Regions from separate parts of the Mus musculus genome. Here region 1 is linked to region 2. Evidence: chromatin contacts called from public HiCAR-type data. All regions are on one chromosome and are shown on one strand. The core of a region is the stretch at or near the end of the contact, and the rest is flanking DNA. Distances in the headings are between cores, read along the strand shown.

Region 1 (4,334 bases), core at 1,426-3,925, 370 kb after region 2:
TAGAGAATGCTGAGTTGGCAGTGTTGTTTTGTTTTTTGGAAATCTACCTTTATTTTGTTGCATTGTGGGGAGGGAGGGCATACCTGCCACAGGCTGTGTAGAGGTCAGAGGACAACGGGGTAGAGTGGGTTCTCCCCTCCACTCTCTGGTCCCTGGGGTCAGGTTCTCAGGCTTCCCTCTAGAGCCACACCCCTGTCCCATTCTTCACTTTGCCTTTGGATTGTTTGACTACAGTACGGCAGGTCTTCTCTGGCCATGTGGGTTTGGGTTCTAGATGCCTCTTGTGTTTGTTTCTTCTACACTTGAAAACATTTTTGCTATAATTTTATTGAATAGCTTCCCAGTTTTTACTTTTATCTCTGCCTCTTCTTTAATTTCATGGGCTCTTGAGTTTCTCTGCCATCAATTTCTTTTATTATTATTAATTTTTATTAATTATTTACATTTCAAACGTTGCCTTCCCCCCCCCCCCCTTTCCTGGTCCCTCCTCCATGAGTTCTTCACCCCATCCCTTTCCCCTTTGCTTCTGAGAGGGTGCTCACTCCCACCTTCCCTGGGGCATCAAGTTTGTACAAGATTAAGCACATCCTTTCCCACAGAGGCCAGAGAAAGCAGTCTTCTGCTACACATGTAGTGGAGCCACAGATCAGCCATGTATGCTCATTGCTTGGTGGCTTAGTCTGGGAGCTCCCAGTGGTCTGGGTTAGTTGACACTGTTGTTCTTCCTAGGGGGGTTGCAGTCCCCTTCAGCTCCTTCAGTCCTTCTAACTCTTCCATATGGGTCCCTGGTTGGCTGTAAGTATCTTTTAATGGTTGGCTGTAAGTATCTTCATCTGTCTCAGTTAGCTGCTGGTATAGCCTCTCAGAGGACAGCCATGCTGGGCTCCTATCTGCAAACACAGCAGTAATAGTGTTGGTGTTTGGTGCCTTTACATAGGATAGATTGCAAATTGGGCCCATCTCTGGATGACCTTTCTTTCGGTATCTGCTCCATTTTTGTCTCTGCATTTCCATTAGACAGGAGCAATTCTGGGTCAAAAACTTTGAAGATAGTTGGATGGCACCATGCCTCAAATGGGGGCCATGCCTATCTACTGGAGGTGGTCTTTTTAGGTTCCATCTCCCCACTGTTGGGCATTTCTGCTAAGGTCATCGTCATTGGATCCAGTGAGCCTCTCACATCCCTGGTGTCTGGGACTTTCTAGAGGTCCCCCCCCCCCCAACCCTGCCCTCTACCCCATACTGCTGCATATTTCTATTCATTCTCCTGGCCCACTGGGCTTCTCTCCTGTCTTCCCCCATACCTGATCCTGCCTGAAGGTCTCAGCATTTACCATTTTTGCTATGGATATAGATGCACTGGACTCGCGCTGTCTGTGCTTATCACAGAGTCATTAACCTGGGTCTCACATTTCTTATATTATTCTTTGGGATTTCTACATGTTCATTGGTTTGCGTTTTTTTTTTTTTTTTTTTATTAGATGTGTCCTTTCAGTTGAAGTATTTGCCGTGTTTGAGTGAGACTTTAGTGTGGTAGTATTGTGTAGTTTAGAAAATAATACCTCAGACCTGAGCTCAAAGTGCCTGGTATAAGCTCCCTGTGTAAGCTCTGTGTAGTTTTAACTGCAGAATCAACCACAGCAGTTTGATGTTACTACTATGTAATTGTCATACTATCCAGTAATCCTTCGATTTCAGTAGTTGTGGGAGAATAAACAAGTATAGAGTGGTGTGTGCTCAGATTTTACTAAGATTAGAAGTGGAAGGGGAGCAGAGTGGATCAGAATAAAGGTTAAGGATCTGAAAAGAGCTCGGTGGTTAAGAGTGTGTATTGCTTTCGGAGAGGACCATAATTCAGTTCTCAGCATGTTTGTCAAGTGGCTCACTACTAACTCCACATCCAGAAAGTATTCTCTAGCTTCCTTGGACACCTATCTATATCCTCATGCATGTACCCATAACCCATATTCACATAGTTAAAAATAAAAGAGAAAGAATAATAATTAAATATGAGATCCACTTTGAAAAAAAAAAGCAATTGAAGCAGGTAAAGTAACTAGGAGGAAAACATTGGAATACCTTTAGGGCCCACAGATAATATAGATCCTTGAAGCTGTGGAGGGTTATAATTAGGAAGTGGAGCTGGAGAGATAGCTCAGTGGCTTAGAGCACATAATATGCTTGCAGAGGACCCAAGTTCAGTTCCCAGCACTCAACATCAGGCAGCTAATAACTACCTGACACTCCAAGGAATACAATACCTCTGATCTTTACAGGCGTCTGTACCCATGTGCACAGCCACACACATAATTTATGGTCCCCAGGTATGTTGGCACACACCTTTAATCCCAGCACCTGGAATGCAGATGCAGGTGGTTTTCTGAGTCTGAGACCAACCCACCTGTCTCAGAAAATAAAAGTTAAAAAAAAAAAGAATACTTATAAAATAAATTGCTGGCACTGCTACACTGAATTGAAAGGTGAAGTTCCCTCTGGCTCCAGGATGGTTAGGGGAGAATGGAAAATGTTAGTCTATTCAGTCTCCATGTTTTTTAGAGTTCTGGTCCTGGAAGCCCAACATATGTGAAAGCTGTGGTGGTTTGAATAAGAATGCCCTCCACAGACTTGTGTCTGAATGCTTAGTCATCAGGGAGTGGCACTGTTGGAGGAAGTGTATGAAGTGTCTCACTGGGGTGGATAACTAAGTCAGCTCACTCAGTCAGCAGGGTGTCAAGGGAGGGAGTGAGGATTGAAAAAAGAAAGGACAATTAGGCAACACTATAACATGACTCCAGCCAGTGCTGAGGCAGAAACACGTTTATTTTTTTCCCGGTCTGCTTTTATACCTGTCTTAGTCATGGTTTCTATTCATTATCAAAAGCAATGCATTTTTGTCTTAGGTTGGTAAGGCTCTGTGCAGAATCTTACCTGTCTTTGACTGCCAGCCAGTTAAATTAATGACTCTGTCTGGGGATCCAGTTTTAGTTTCAAACCAAGTATTTTGGCCACCAACATGTTGATGTTGTTAAAGGCAAGTTTTATTACAATAGCAGGAATAAAAGCTTTTCCAGGACAAGAAGGGCTAACATGATCAAGCTATATATGCCATTCTTGAAGCTTGACCAAGATGGAAATACTGACCTTAAGTCATGAATAATTTTATTAGCAGTAACTGCAGCAATAAAACTCATCGGAGCAGCATTCTTTAAGTTCGTAATCTCATTATGCAAAGTTAAAATATCCAGAGAGGTGTTAGTATTATGCCAAATACCCTACAATATCTTTAAAATTTCTCCCAATTATAGTGTCTGTCATTGTAACTTTTAGAAGTAACACAAATACTTTTAGAAGTAACACAAATATTTAGCATGACACTTGAGATGGCTTCTTCTGAAACTTTGAACCTCCGCTCTAATAATTTGAATAGTATAAAGAGCATCAGTCCATTGTTCCAAATGCCTATCTAAATCCTCTTGAATACTCAGAGCACTAGGAACATTTTTTTTGCTAAATGATTAACAAAAGTAGCTGTCCTAACTTCTTGTGTCAAAGCAATTGCAAAAGCAGTGTTGCTAGCTATTAATGTAATCAAAGCTGCTATACCAACAATAATCAAGTCTACTATCCTCTTGCTTCTGATTAAAGCCTGATTCATTTCTTCCAGTATCTGTAATCTTTTTTCATAATACTAAGGTCCTGTCATACAGTCAATAAAATGTAAACTGGCTGATAGACCACTATAACAGACATGTCAGGTCTCAATACACTAACACAATTAGAAAGTGTACAATCAACATAACTTGTATTAAATACTGTAGAAGAAACAAAAGTAATTTTAACATGATCAGTTAATAAAAGATTAGGAGCCTTAACACATGCACTAACATTTGTTTGAAATTGAGATCCTGTCTTTGTTCTAAATCCAGATCCTATCCCAATTTTATCCACTGCAAATGTAACTTTATATAAGGCAGTTGTATATATTCAAATGTCCATAACCAGCCCTTCAAATGCCTACTGTCTTTTTCTTCAATAACTAGTCACAGTAAAGGAAAGAGAATGGTCATTATAACAACTTCTCTATTTGATTAGTTTTTCTGAAGGCAGTTTCCACAGTCTCTATGTTCTCTGTCCCACAAGGTCTAAAAGCTTGAGGCAAAGCAGCTTGTCCAATCTGGGATATAGGCAAGCAAAGGTGGGTCAGGAGCAGATGTCTAATACAGTTTCCCTGTCACCATTGTCAGGGCACTCAGCAAGCTCACGGTCAGCAACATTCATTGTCCCAGTGCCAGCATGTCTCACCAATTGCTCTGGCAGCTACCATGCTCCTGCAG
Region 2 (4,200 bases), core at 1,180-3,679:
GAGTCTCCATTGAGAAGTCAGTGGTAATTCTAATAGATCTGCTTTTGTATGTTGCTTGGCTTTCTTTCCCTAGAGGCTTTTAATATTACTTCTTTTTTCTGTAAATTTAGTGTTTTGATTATTATGTAGTGATGGAACATTTTTTTTTCTGGTCCTATCTACTTGGTATTCTATATAATGCTTGTACCTTTATAGGCATCTCATTCTTGAAGTTAGGAAAAAAATTTTTCTATGATTTTTGTTGAAAATATTTTTTGGGTCTTTAGGCTGGGTTTCTTCTTCCTTTCCTCTGCTTATTTTTAGGTTTGGTCTTTTCATAGTGTCTCAGATTTCCTAGATGTTTTTATCAGGAGTTTTTTTGATTTAACATTTTCTTTGCCAAATGTTTCTTCTACTGTGTCTTCAACACCTGAGATTCTCGCTTCCATTTCTTACATTCTGTTGGTGATGCTCGCATCTGTAGTTCCTGCTCACTTGCCTAGGTTTTATATCTCCAGGATTCCCTTAGTTTGTGTTTTTTTTTTTTATTGCTTTCATTTCCATTTTCAGGTCTTGAACAGTTTTATTTGTTTCCTTCACCTGTTTGTATTTTCTTGGGTTTCCTTTAAGGAATTTACTCATTCCTTCCCAGTGTTTGTATTTTTTAGGATTTTTAAAAGGCATTTATTCATTTTCTCTTTATGGATCTCTATCATCATCATCATCATATATTTGATTTTAAACTTGTTTCCTGTGCTTCAGTTATGTTGGAATATTCACTGCCAATGGAGACGTGGCTATTGCCATGCCCCTGGCTGTTGTTGAGTGTGTTCTTATGCTAGTGTGTCAACATCTGGGTTTTTGGTGATTATAGGTCTAGATGCTGTTTTCTGGATTTGTCTTTTATGTCTGGGTATTGTGTTCCTTGGTTTCTGTTTCCTCTTTGGATTTTCAGGGAGTGTGATGGCTGCATGTTGCCTGTTTTCCTGACCTGCTCTGCTTGTATGTTCACAGGGAATGCACACCGGTGTTGGAGGCTGGGATACTAAGATGAGGTTTGGGGGTGGGGGTTAGGAGGGAGTGGTCAGTGGAATCTACAGGAAATGGGGGAAGGAGGAAGGGAGCTTCAGCTAGTGAACTGTTGCAGGGTTTGGGATTGGGTCTCGGGGAACAGAGGGAGAGGAGAAGAACTTCTGGGTCCACCCCTTGGTGTTTATCTTGCTTCTCATATTGGAAAACAGCACTGAAACAATTAGTAAAGACGTAAACAACTTGAGGCTAGGGTTGTAGTTCAGTCGGCAAAGAGCTTGCGTAGAGTGCAGGAAGTCCTGAGTCTAATCTTCAGAACCACGTGTGACTGAGCAACGTGGTGTATGCTTGTAATTGCTGCAGGAGAGTCAGAAGTTCAAGGTCAGCTACACAGTCAGTGTGAGGCCACTTTGAGCTGGCCTCAACTTATTGAGACCCTGTCTTACTCGCACATACTAAGCCCAACTATATTCAATGGTATTTTCAAATAATGTGATCCATCAAGTTTAAAAAAAAAAAAAGCCAACAACATAGGGTCTAGTAGGCTTGAAGGGAATATTCTGTTCTACTAGATCTATGGTAACCAACTAGTACCAGCCCTGTGTCTGTAGCTCTTTTTCTGCAGTATTGTTACTTAAATGCCCCACACCTTCTAAATGTCTGGAGCACTCCAGCAGATTCAGCAACTACAAAGTCTCCAGTTTCAAATACCCCAGAGGGAGTACTGGCCCTTCCCAAAAAGCAATTCCGAGTTTGTTAAGACCCTGTGATCATAGGTAATTTCGTGTTATAGTCATAGACTCTCACACAAATGTGTCACTATGAGTCCATGGTATTAGAGATGGCCCCAGAATTCTACTTTCTAAGTACGTTCTCCCATACTCTATTGCCCTTATAAGTATGAGCTTCTATGCCTGCAGTTCCCGAGGCCCTGCACTCTTTAGAAGTGTCTTTAGCGATGGAGTTCTAGATCAGAGAGTGCTACCCTACATCACTCAGCAGCCCACCCAGTCCTGACTCCACCCTTTTTAAAAATTCTTTCTATAGACCCAAAAAGGAGTACTTCCGGGAACTGGAAGTGCCAGGAAAGGAGGAGTTATAGGACTTTGCAGAGCAAATGACTGATAAAAGGGAAGGCAGAAACCTTGGGTGGGGCTGTCATCCCCACCACTACTGGTAGTGGCTAGTTTTTCCAGGGCAAAAGTCACCTGCCTTAAAGGAAAATTGTGGAAAGGGAGAGGCTGAAGAGCCTGTATCAGGAGGCCAGTGCTGCTTCTAAAACAGGTTTCTCCAGTTCTGCTTCTGAAAAGCTAGCTGGGTCTGTAGTGAGCTTTAAGGGTAGATTTCCTCCTGACTGCGCTTCTGACTCATTACAGGTCTTTCTTCTTGTTGAGCTGAATTTGTTACTCAGAGAGGTAAACCACACCCACCGAACTTGCGACTTCTCCCTGACCAGGGTGGGGGAGCTTCCTGAGACAAGAGTACACATCACACAGCACATTGTGAAATTGACTTCACCCTCAATTAAGTCTGTACTTTGACTCTATAAGTGACGCTGGTTTTGCCATATATGTCATCTGTGATGGAACTGCCTTCTGTTGTCCTTGTCATCAGTACTCAACACATTTCAGTAAGAGTTACGTGGCTAAGGCAGACTGGATCCTTTCTTTCTTTCTTTCTTTCTTTCTTTCTTTCTTTCTTTCTTTCTTTCTTTCTTTCTTCCTTCCTTCCTTCCTTCCTTCCTTCCTTCCTTCCTTCCTTTCTTTCTTTCTTCCTTCCTTTCTTCCTTCCTTCCTGCCTCTCTCTTCTTCCTTCCTTTCTTTCTTTCTTTCTTTCTTTCTTTCTTTCTTTCTTTCTTTCTTTCTTTCTTTCCTTCCTTCCTTCCTTCCTTCCTTCTCTTTTTCTTTCTTTTGTACCTCCCTAGCACAAACATCAGTTTACAGTTTACAGCAATGCAATCTCCTGTGACACCTCATGGGGAAAAAAGCAGTCTGGCTGTCCAACAGTAATATGATTCCCCGAGTCAGGTAAATGGAGTAGGCCCCACTCCCACCCCTGCACCCCATATCTGTGCTGAAAAAAAAAAAGTCACCAGCTCCCTGGCTCCTCTCCAGGCTCCTCACATCTGCACTTTCTCTTTCCCATTCTCTGCCAAGCTGGGACTGAAGGTCCTGCCCTGCTCTCCATCTACATTCTCCACCCTGTCCGCCTTGTCTCCTTCCTTATTCTATGGAACCAACGCACACCTCTCTCCTTTGTCTACCTTTTCAAACTCAGAAATAAAACAAAAGGCCTAGGCAAAGCTGTTCCATTAACATTTTACCCAGCTTCTTCTTCTTGGTCTCCACCCACAGCTTCTTCCTCTATGTCACCCTCACTTCAAAGGGAACCTGTTTCCACTTGCAGAGTTCTGGCAGACCTGCAGTGTGCACCAGAAGACAACCATTTTGTTGCAGCTGTCTTTACCTTGGTGGCCCTCCTATTGGAAAGGTTCTCTATCTCTCAATTCTAATGGATATTTCTTATCAAAATTTCCACCCATTCCCCTTGGTCCTCACCCATTTCCTCTCCACATCCACTGTGACAAAAATGGCACCTACATCTGAGTCTTCCAGCTGCTTGACATTATAACAGCTGTACTAACTCACTGGCCTGTTCCAAACGGATCACTTGGCCTCCTGAGCCACTAAGCGTTCAGACTAGATGTCTAACAGAGGCCTGGTTTGGTTTTTGTTTTTGTTTTCCCCTTATTTGGTTGCTCTAAATTGTTCTGTCTGTCATTTCACTGTTGTACACCTGAACACACACACTCTTTGATTGACACTCTGATCCATTTTGGCTACACATTTATACGTCAGAACTTAGATCCTGAATTCCCTACTGGGCTTTTTTATTCTACATTTCACTATCTCCTGATATTTCCATTTGACTTTCCTGTTATCATCTCAAACTCTCATCCCTGTTATAATACTCAACACCTTCTTTAAGTTTTACTAACATATATATAATTATTATTAACAGCATACATGTTGTTATGAAATTCATATAATAAATTTCATTATATTTTATAAGTACATATTATATATTTTACTCATATTTACCCCCATTGCCTTCTCTTGGGAGGGAGCTCCCAATACTTCCGATCTTTTTCTACTTCCCAACTTGTGTGTATGTGTGTGTGTTTGTGTGTGT

The links. HiCAR-type assays count read pairs that join an accessible place to other places.
Region 1: a contact with region 2 is called in a HiCAR-type map of embryonic stem cells, with 5 times the contacts expected there. The contact joins two enhancer-like sites. A contact is called at or near these places in 1 of 39 promoter capture datasets (frontonasal cranial neural crest), 3 of 115 datasets of contacts at active chromatin or transcription factors (all in embryonic stem cells) and 1 of 9 other capture datasets (adipose tissue).

The regions. Positions count from the first base shown.
Region 1 is chr3:36,092,921-36,097,254 of GRCm38.p6, forward strand. No RefSeq gene overlaps it. Among named protein-coding and RNA genes, the nearest start is that of Acad9, 29 kb to the left of the region's middle. Within about 2 kb of position 2,676, at least 22 of the 459 cell types and tissues checked have an H3K27ac peak or open chromatin away from gene starts, as enhancers often do. A contact at or near this core is called in embryonic stem cells, where this site is marked.
Region 2 is chr3:35,718,657-35,722,856 of GRCm38.p6, forward strand. No RefSeq gene overlaps it. Among named protein-coding and RNA genes, the nearest start is that of Gm25696, 15 kb to the right of the region's middle. Within about 2 kb of position 2,430, at least 134 of the 459 cell types and tissues checked have an H3K27ac peak or open chromatin away from gene starts, as enhancers often do. A contact at or near this core is called in embryonic stem cells, where this site is marked.